2 separate regions of the Sus scrofa genome follow, and region 2 is linked to region 1. The links are chromatin contacts, called in public Hi-C maps. All regions are on one chromosome and are shown on one strand. The core of a region is the stretch at or near the end of the contact, and the rest is flanking DNA. Distances in the headings are between cores, read along the strand shown.

What was found. Hi-C and Micro-C count contacts between places; a contact is called where the count stands out from the background.
Region 2: a contact with region 1 is called in a Hi-C map of embryonic fibroblasts, with 1.9 times the contacts expected there. The contact joins two enhancer-like sites. A contact is called at or near these places in 2 of 47 Hi-C or Micro-C datasets (embryonic fibroblasts and fibroblasts).

What each region holds. Positions count from the first base shown.
Region 1 is chr6:26,173,092-26,177,540 of Sscrofa11.1, reverse strand. It overlaps LOC106507571, which reads right to left. Exons shown (of 8, transcript XM_021097535.1): 7 at 338-592. The coding sequence ends at 499. Among named protein-coding and RNA genes, the nearest start is that of CDH11, 300 kb to the right of the region's middle. Within about 2 kb of position 1,895, at least 13 of the 83 cell types and tissues checked have an H3K27ac peak or open chromatin away from gene starts, as enhancers often do. A contact at or near this core is called in embryonic fibroblasts, where this site is marked.
Region 2 is chr6:26,327,601-26,332,049 of Sscrofa11.1, reverse strand. The region is part of intron 5 of LOC110261271 (a long non-coding RNA gene); the gene reads right to left. Among named protein-coding and RNA genes, the nearest start is that of CDH11, 460 kb to the right of the region's middle. Within about 2 kb of position 2,434, at least 18 of the 83 cell types and tissues checked have an H3K27ac peak or open chromatin away from gene starts, as enhancers often do. A contact at or near this core is called in embryonic fibroblasts, where this site is marked.

The DNA of each region.
Region 1 (4,449 bases), core at 646-3,145:
CCTCCCCCCCTCCCCCGCTGCCACCTCCAGCTGGCTGGCAGGTGGACATCACTCTTCCCCTTTGACAGATAAGCAAACAGGTCTGGCATGCTTCGGCAATTTGCCTTACATCCACCATGTGCATGTGTATGCCGCCCAGGTGTTGGGGGTGGAGAGTGGGGAGGACAGGAAGTTGTTCTCTTGCACTTGAACCCCAGGGAAGGATCCTGTCATTCTGCCCCATGATTTCCTCTAGAGGTGTGTTAGCAAGCTGAGCTCTGAAACTTCTAATTCACCATCCCCTTCCTTTAAAGAACGTTCCCCCCGAGGAAGGCAGAGAAGATGTAAATGCACATACCAAAATGAGCTTGGAACATCTGAAGCAAAGCTGGGCGAGTTCCAGGGCATCTTGATGAGATGCCGTCTGGGGCCCCGGGGACAGCCGCCTCCTTTAATGACTCCCAGCCCAGCTCAGCTCGAGGCTCCCTCTGCAACGCCCGCGCCTCTCCGCTTCCTTCTTCAGAACATGCCAGCGTTTGGAGGCTCATCTAAGCAATCATGTGTAGGGAAGGTTGCTCTTCTCTCCAAAACCATCCAGAACATGCTCGTGCTTCTGAAAGAGAAGTTCCAGATGTGTCTCTCCTGCAAATAATACATCATGTGAGGCAAGTGATGATGTTCGTCACGTGGACAAAAGAACAACTTACCTGGTCCCCGAGCTGTTCCCCAAACCCATCCACTAGTCATTGTAAGAGATGCAGTGTGTGTGATGCCTGGGATATTTGAGAGCTCTTTAAGCATAGCAATACCCACTAACTCAGATGCCAGACTTCTAGTAACTTAACCAACATTCAGTCCTGAAATTAGATACAAATGAGAAGGGCTTGATTTAGGTAGGAATGGCTTTCAAAAAGCTCCCCCACACTCACATACATTTTAGCACTCAAAGGGCTCTAACTTGTTACAGGTTTCTAATAAACCCTCATATGGGCTCCAGCCTATAACAGACAATTAGAAAGATGCCATACAGAGTTTTTGTCGTGGCACAGAAGAAACGAATCTGACCAGGAACCATGAGGTTGCGGGTTTGATCCCTGGCCTCCTCAGTGGGTTGAGGATCCAGTGTGACCATGAGCTGTGGTGTAGGTTGCAGACGTGGCTCAGATGTGGCATTGCTGTGTGCTGTGGCAGCTACAGCTCCGATTAGACCCCTAGCCTGGGAACCTCCATATGCCAGGAGTGCGGCCCTAAAAACAAACAAACAAACAAGCTGCCATATACTGCTTGGCCCAGGGAGGGTGATGAGGTAGATCACTTGCTGGTTCAGAGAAGGATCCATATTCAAAGAAGCAGGAACCCTGCTCTGCACAACAATCCCACAGGCGACCAGCAGTAAAGAAAGAAGCAAGTGACAGCCTCGAGTAGGGAAACTCTGCAATTTCTGTTAACACTGGCAGAAGAGAGAACCAGTAGGTGAAGGAGTGAGGTAGATGCCATCCTGGCTGCATCCCACAGGTCCTGGAACAGCAGCTCTGACTCAGAAAGTGAGATCCATTTCCTGCGAGGCTGTGGTCTAGAATGGAATTATCAGGAAAGACAAGCCACCAAGGAAGACAAAGGCAGATTGCCCTCCACGTACAACAAACAGGAGCTTCCCCCAAGGCCATTTAACGTTTTCTCGGCAGAGGGATGCAAGCCAGTCCACATCTCCATGACCATGAACTGGAACGATATCTCTGCACTTGGATGACAGTAGCTGCATAGTAGGTCTACACACAGCAGTCAGAGCGGGGGACCAGGGCTTCCTTTTGGTTACTCAGGTCTCTGGATTCTTAGAACCTCTGTGGTATGTCTGAGTACTCCTCTTAGACGGCGTGAGCCTCCGTCCCCGGCCATGGGTAAGAGATCCGGACATTCCATTTGTTTATTTTTGTTGCTGTTGGCAACAAAGATAGTCTGAATCTTGGCAAAGGCAGGCTGCCCAGAGCCCCAGGGGGATAGAGTTGAGCACTGAGAGAAAAAGAGAAACAGACAACTGTGCGTCTGTGCTCAGCCCAGGGAATGCGATTCTAACTTCAGAGCTTGGGACCAGAGCTCCTTAAAATTCTACATTTTAGGTTCAGGTAGTCCACGGCTGCCTAATTCAGACACCTCCAGGTGGGAGAAACCTCTGCTACCAATTCAAGGAAAAACTGAGTTTCCCTCAAAAAATGGTTTCTTCTTTTCTACTGTCTCCCCAACCCCTCTTCCTGTTGTGTTATAGCAACTGAGAATCACATAAGCGACAAGGTCTCCTGCTTTGTTTTGGCCACTGCGAAGCTTAAGTAAAAATCTGGCCAATGTTCAGTGTGCAACGCTCATACAGTGACTGCCGCTTTTGTCTGAGTACCATCCCTTTTCCTTACACGAAAACAGACCCACCCAAGAATAGAGGCTTCAGAATGAGACTGGTTTGATTAACATACAAATCCCCCTAGCAGAGTTCCCCTTGTTGCTCAGAGGGTTAAGGACCCCATGTTATCTGAGGATGAGAGTTCCATGCCTGGCCTCACTCAGTGCGCTAAGGATTTGGTGTTGCTGTGGCTGTGGCATAGGCTGGCAACTATATCTCTGATTTAGCCCCTGTCTGGGGAACTTCCATGCTTTATCAAAAAAGAAAAAAAAAAAAAAAAAGAAAAAAGAAACAAAAGAGAAAATCCCCCTAGCAAGAGAGCTTTGCCCAGGTATGTCATGTAAGCCAAGCTACTTCACCCCAGTTACACAGGGCATAGAAAAACAGAGATGAGGAGTTCCCGTGGTGGCGCAGTGGTTAACGAATCCGACTAGGAACCATGAAGTTGCGGGTTCGGTCCCTGCCCTTGCTCAGTGGGTTGACAATCCGGCGTTGCCGTGAGCTGTGGTGTAGGTTGCAGACGCGGCTTGGATCCCGCGTTGCTGTGGCTCTGGCGTAGGCCGGTGGCTACAGCTCCGATTCGACCCCTAGCCTGGGAACCTCCACATGCTGGGGGAGCGGCCCAAGAAATAGCAACAACAACAACAACAACAAAAAGACAAAAAAAAAAAAAAAAAAAGAAAAAGAAAAACAGAGATGAAACACCTACAGAGAGGGTCCTGTCAGTGCTCAGGAGCTAATTCTGGCCAGCCTCAAGGCCACTTCCACATTCCTCACTACTGCAGGATTTTATAACGCCGCAATTATTTCCCTGTTCGTCCAAGGAACTCAAGGCTAGATCTCTGGCACCTGCAACCAGAACATGAAGACAGGCTCTGCCTGGGGGGTGTTTTCCTGGCTTCTGTATTTTCCCTTCATCTTGATTCCTTCTATTATTTGCTCTTTTCCTTTTGTATCACATGTAATTTTCCAAACTGCCTCAAATTCTTTGTGAGGAGTGGCAGAGTATAAACATGTACGTGGTATCAAATAATTTCAAATACGGTACTTTTTCTCTCTGACACAACTGTTGATAATGGTAGCCTGCGACATTAAGGGAAGGTTAACTTTGTTTCTGTATTTTCTGTTTCAAAAAGCAAAGAAGTGTGTGATACCTTCCGTAAAGGTTTCCCTTTGCAATAGTTAAAATAAGCCATTTCCAGTGGGATCAATGCTAAGTCTCAGTTATTTGAAAAATTCACTTTTGTGGAAAAGCACACTTCCTAAATTAACCCAGCACATGCAATATCACTATACTAAAAATACATTTAAAAAATGACAACTCACAGGACAACCAAAAGTGACGTAGGCAGCTGTATTTTAGTGTCGCCATCTTTTTTAGAAACAATTCTCTAGGCTACACAGACTTCCTAAAGCATAATAGTATTTCATCCCAGACTCTAATTTCCTAGAGACCATTGTGCATGATGATTTCATGTGTATGCCCCTGTGTACTTTGCCTAGTCAAATAAATACCTCGGCGCGATGATGTCTTATTTGATAGAGGAAAGTAAATGATAATAGGACCCATTTCTTTGGTGATCAACAGCTTAAAACATAAAACCCTTCTGGTTTTTATTTTAAATTACATTCTTTTATAAAGAAGTCATCTCAAAGGTGTACTTATTCTGAAAGTAAATGTTGCAACTGAGCCAACCTGCTAATGGGCATACACTGATTATATTGTCACACCCGCAGGGTGCTGCTGAGCCTGGTGTCAGGGGGTGTTTAATGAGGCTGAAGAGGAAAGAAGGGTTATGGCGGCTGTATTTGTCCAAAGGATAATCTGGTTTTGGCATTAACCTTAAATTAGATTAATTCTTCCCTTGGAAGAGGGTCTAAAATGCCCCTCCTGAAGTTCCCATCGTGGCTCAGTGGTTAAGGAACCCGACTAGTATCCATGAGGATGCGGGTTCGATCCCTGGCTTTGCTCAGTGGGTTAAGGATCCAGCATTGCCATGAGCTGTGGTGTAGGTCGCAGAAGCAGCTCAGATCCCATGTTGCTACAGCTCAGATTCGACCCCTAGCCTGGGAACCTC
Region 2 (4,449 bases), core at 1,185-3,684, 150 kb before region 1:
ACTGGAAGCAGACATGACCATGCAAATGAAACCACCTATCTGATCACACCAGAGGGACGAAGGATTTTGGTTGCTGGTTGGTTGACTCATTTACTTACTGAATGTTCATTGAGCACTTGCTTACTCAGTGTTATGTCAATCATTACTCTAGGCTCAGATCTTTTCCTTACAGAAGTCATCATCCAACAGAGGAAAAAAACATCAAATAGATAATTAAACATTTCACTTACCACAATGGCAAGAGTGCTTCCAAGGAGAAGCACAGATTTGAGGGTAGACATGGCCAACAGAAGGCATCTTTTTTTTTTTTTTTTTTTTTTTTTTCCATTTTTGGCTGACCTGAGGCATATGGAGCTTCTGGCCCTGGGATCAGACCTAAGCTGCAGCTGCGGCAATGCTGGATCTTTAACCCACTGTGCTGGGCTGGGGATCGAACCCACATCCCAGTGCTCCCAAGACACCCATTGCACCACAGTGGGAGCTCCAACAGAAGGCACCTGAGACACCCTGGGCACTGGCAGTGACAGTGGGAAGTTAGATTTTGACCATATTTATGAGGCCTCAAGGATCTACAGTATGCTACCTCTCTGAGGTCTGTGCATGGATATTTACCAGCATAATCACATGAGCCTCACAAACTGAGTGTTTAACCTACCTACTAACACCTAAAACTCAAATGAGTTTGTTTTTTCTTCTCACCATGTAATGCACGATTCTTATGAAAGATCAGTGGGGTCCCTCACTTCCTTTTATTAGCTGTATTTTACTGAATTGTGTGGGGATAAATTATGTGTGGTTGGATTATTCATGAATATGAACATGAATTTTCAAAGTTCTTAAGACATATTTTTTATCTCAGACAATGGCCTACACCACGACTTCCCACCCATCTTTACACATATGATCCTTAGACAGAAAATGGGGGCCTCTCCAAACATACTCACTAGAAGAACATACTAACCCAAGTATGGACTTTTATCCCCATCTCATTACATGAGCTGACACACCCCCCTCCCACTAAGGCCAAAACCAGTGTGAAAAAATTGAGACAGTGATACATCTTTTTTAGACTATGATACAGTAACATTTTAGTTCTAACTTTTTGATGTTTGTTTTGAATTTGTGTCTCCCCAGACCTTTACTCCCCTGTGCTGTCTCTTGTTTAAAAAACAACAACGGAAAGAACGTGAAAAGCAACAACAACAACAAAATAAAGAGTTTCTAGACTCCTCAACAACCCCCAGCTAAGGGCTCATGCCAGTTACTAGGTCCATGGGGGAGCAGCAGAGGCCTGGCTTCTGCCTGTCTTCCCATAATTTACTGATTTACTTTTAATCTGAATCCTGGAATGGGGTAAAAAGTCTAGATTGGGCACCGATGTTAATGCTCTAGAATGCCAAGATTAGAGAGCAAGAGATGGATGGGCATGCAGGAAGTCTAAAATGGTGTGAGTTCAACTCGAATCGGTGAAGGAAGGATAAACACCCTCTGACAGGGATGTCACCTCACAGCACAGACTGTTGGCGCATTTTGGACTCTGTTGGAATACCTTCTGTGATGGCTAATATTATGCGCCGGCTTGGCTGGGCTATGGTGCCCAGTTGTTTGGTTAGACACCAGTTCATATGTTGCTGTGAAGGTACTGCTTTAGATGTTATTAACATTTTTATCAGTAGACTTTAAGCAAAGCAGATTACCCTCCATAAAGCAAGGGGGCCTCATCCAGGAAGTTGAAGGCCTTAAAAGCAAAGACAGATGTTTCCCAGCGAAGAAGGACTTCCCAAGAATGCAAATGAGAAACCCTGCTTGAAAGCCTGCTGCCTTTTGGAATCTGAACGCAAGCCTGCAACATCAGCTCTGACCTGAATCTCCAGCCGGCCCTGTACATTTCAGACTTGCCAGCCACCACATCACAAGAGCCAATTCCTTCGAAGATATCCACGTATATATCTTGGAGAGCGCTGGTTAATCCGACTAAAGCACTGCCTTTTCAGGAAAGGTTTGTTGTGCTTTGCTTTTGTGTGAGATCATGAGAATCTCAGATGGCAGAGCTGGAAGTGGCCTTAGCCCATTTGGCCAGTGGAAGCAAATCTGTGTGAACTGCAGTGATACAGTGACACTCCGCCTCCTGTCACCAGGGCACGTCTTGCTGAGTGACAGTCAGGATCTTCCTAGGCTTTCCTTACAGTTTGAGGGGCTCACCGCAGACCCCATGTCTCCCCTGCTTTGTCTGAACCCCTACTCCTGCCCCTACAAAAATTAGGAATTTAGAGAAGAAGGAAAAGTAAGGTCTCTTCCAGCTCTGCAGTGGTAAAACTTTAACTTTGTTGAACATTGGAATTAAAAGGGCAAAACCTCCACCCCAGACCTCTGCAGCCGCCCTGCGGATTGGCTACAGAAGGGAGCCTGGCGCGAGGTAATTAACCACAGATCGCTAACAGCTCAATGGGAAGGCCTGTGTCCAGGAATTCCTTTTGCCAGAGGTCCTGGGAGCCTTTACCGCAGAGAAACGAGTTTGCAAATAAGCACTTTTCTTTGAAAAGGCCCCTTTCCCTAGTTCCATTAGCTCCCAGCTCAGCTTTCAGCTGCGAGGGCTGTCTTTTTATCTTGAACTTGACATATTCTTCTAGTTTAGCCCAGTCACACGGAGCCCTTTGGCAAGCCACTCTCTCTCCCACTGTGAATTGTTGGGTACCAAGACGGAGAAGAAAGTTCGAAGTCGGCCAACTTTTTCCCCCACAACCCCCTGACTCTGCCTCTCTTTGTGCTCAACAATGGATTTCACAATCTTTGGTTTTCTTTGTCATCAGGAAAGATGTTGGAGTCCAACAAAGGGAGAACAAAAATTCCGGACATGCTGAGAAAATGAAAGTGTGTGTGTGTGTGTGTGTGTGTGTGTGTGTGTGTGTGTGTGTGTAGACTCACTCACCACCCCCCCATGCCACTGACTAGCATTTGCAACCCTCAGGAATGTATGTCATTTGGGGTTGTGTCTTTGGTTCCAGCCATGTTCTTTCCAACTTCCTGCTGGAAAATTTAACCTCTTTTTAGTCTTCAGCGAGGCAAGGAAGCTGAACACCATCTGTATTTGTTCTTAACTGTGACACATCTCTTGAATTCAGTCCCAGCTGCCCACCTCCATCGCCCTGGCCATTTTCCTCTTCCTAGATTAATATTCTTTGTCCTAACTTTGCTCATCGCCTCTCTTCTGCTCCCTCCAAAACCTACTCCTACTGCAGCCAAAGTGATCTTTCTAAAATGTAGATCTGACTGCCTTGTTGCCCATTTCCTGGAGTTTCAAGTCTAAGCTCCTAGCGGGGCAGCCAAGGTGTTCCTGGGGTCCTGGCTGTCCTGGGGTCCTAATCAGCCCCTCAGTTCTCTGATTCAGACAGCCTCCTGCTTTCTCTTCCTCGATCCCTCTTCCGGTCTTTTTCTTTCTCTCTCTCCACCCACCCTCTTATTATTTTTTGCAGCTGTGTTCCTTCCTTGGAATAAGCTTTTTTTAAAGGTAAACTCTGCCCTCCTGCAAATTCCTGGGTCCTGACCTACTCCCGTGATCCCAGATGGAGTGAAGAATTTCTCTGGTTTTCACTGCTTTTCTCCATTCTCGGTGCATCACCCGTATTTGCCCACGTTTCTGGCCAGCCTGAAAGCCCTCTGGGGTGAAGACTTTCTGTCTAGAGCAGATGGCCCTGCTTTGGGCAAGACCCACAGAACATCCTCAGTTAATGCTCTGGATGAACAGGAGGCATAATACAGCATATTGTAGGAGTTAACACCTTCTGGCTCTGTAACTGGATTCATGTGGATTGAATCCTGGCATTCATTGCCTGAGCCTCTGTCTCCTCACCTGTGAAATGGGAGAATCATATCAATGTCAGAGCACCAACGGTGAGAATTCACCGAGACGATGCATACAGAGGACTTCGCAAGTCCCTAACACAGAATAAAACCTCAATATGTACCACCCCTAAGAACCGTGGATGCTGTAGCCCTCCGCCTCTCTCCTCCCTCTTTGTTTAGACTGCCTCCATCTCAGGTCCCCACCGAAGTCATCAACTACAGGGGAAGAAAGAGTTAAGCCTAACTCTGTTCACCGCAAATCCACAGGCACTAAATAAGGCTCCAGCATGCAGGCTTTAAGTATGGGCTGCAGTTAACTATAAACAGCTGTTGCAAGATAATAGCCTTCTACCGGTAAAATAAGGCTAGCCCCCCTCCCTCACAATGGAACCTTTCTTGCACAGAGCAGTCACAACTGACAGATCTCAGTCTGGCAGTAATCAGAATTAAAAGGTGGGGGCAGGGGGAGGATTGTCAGGCTTCCCAGATCAAGCTGCCATATATATAGCAAGTCTATTTCCGTTTCCAAAAGCCCAAACACCGGGCGCCTCTTATCTGCAGTACATTTCCCCTTGTTCTAAGGGGGAAAAACAACTCTGGCCCCCG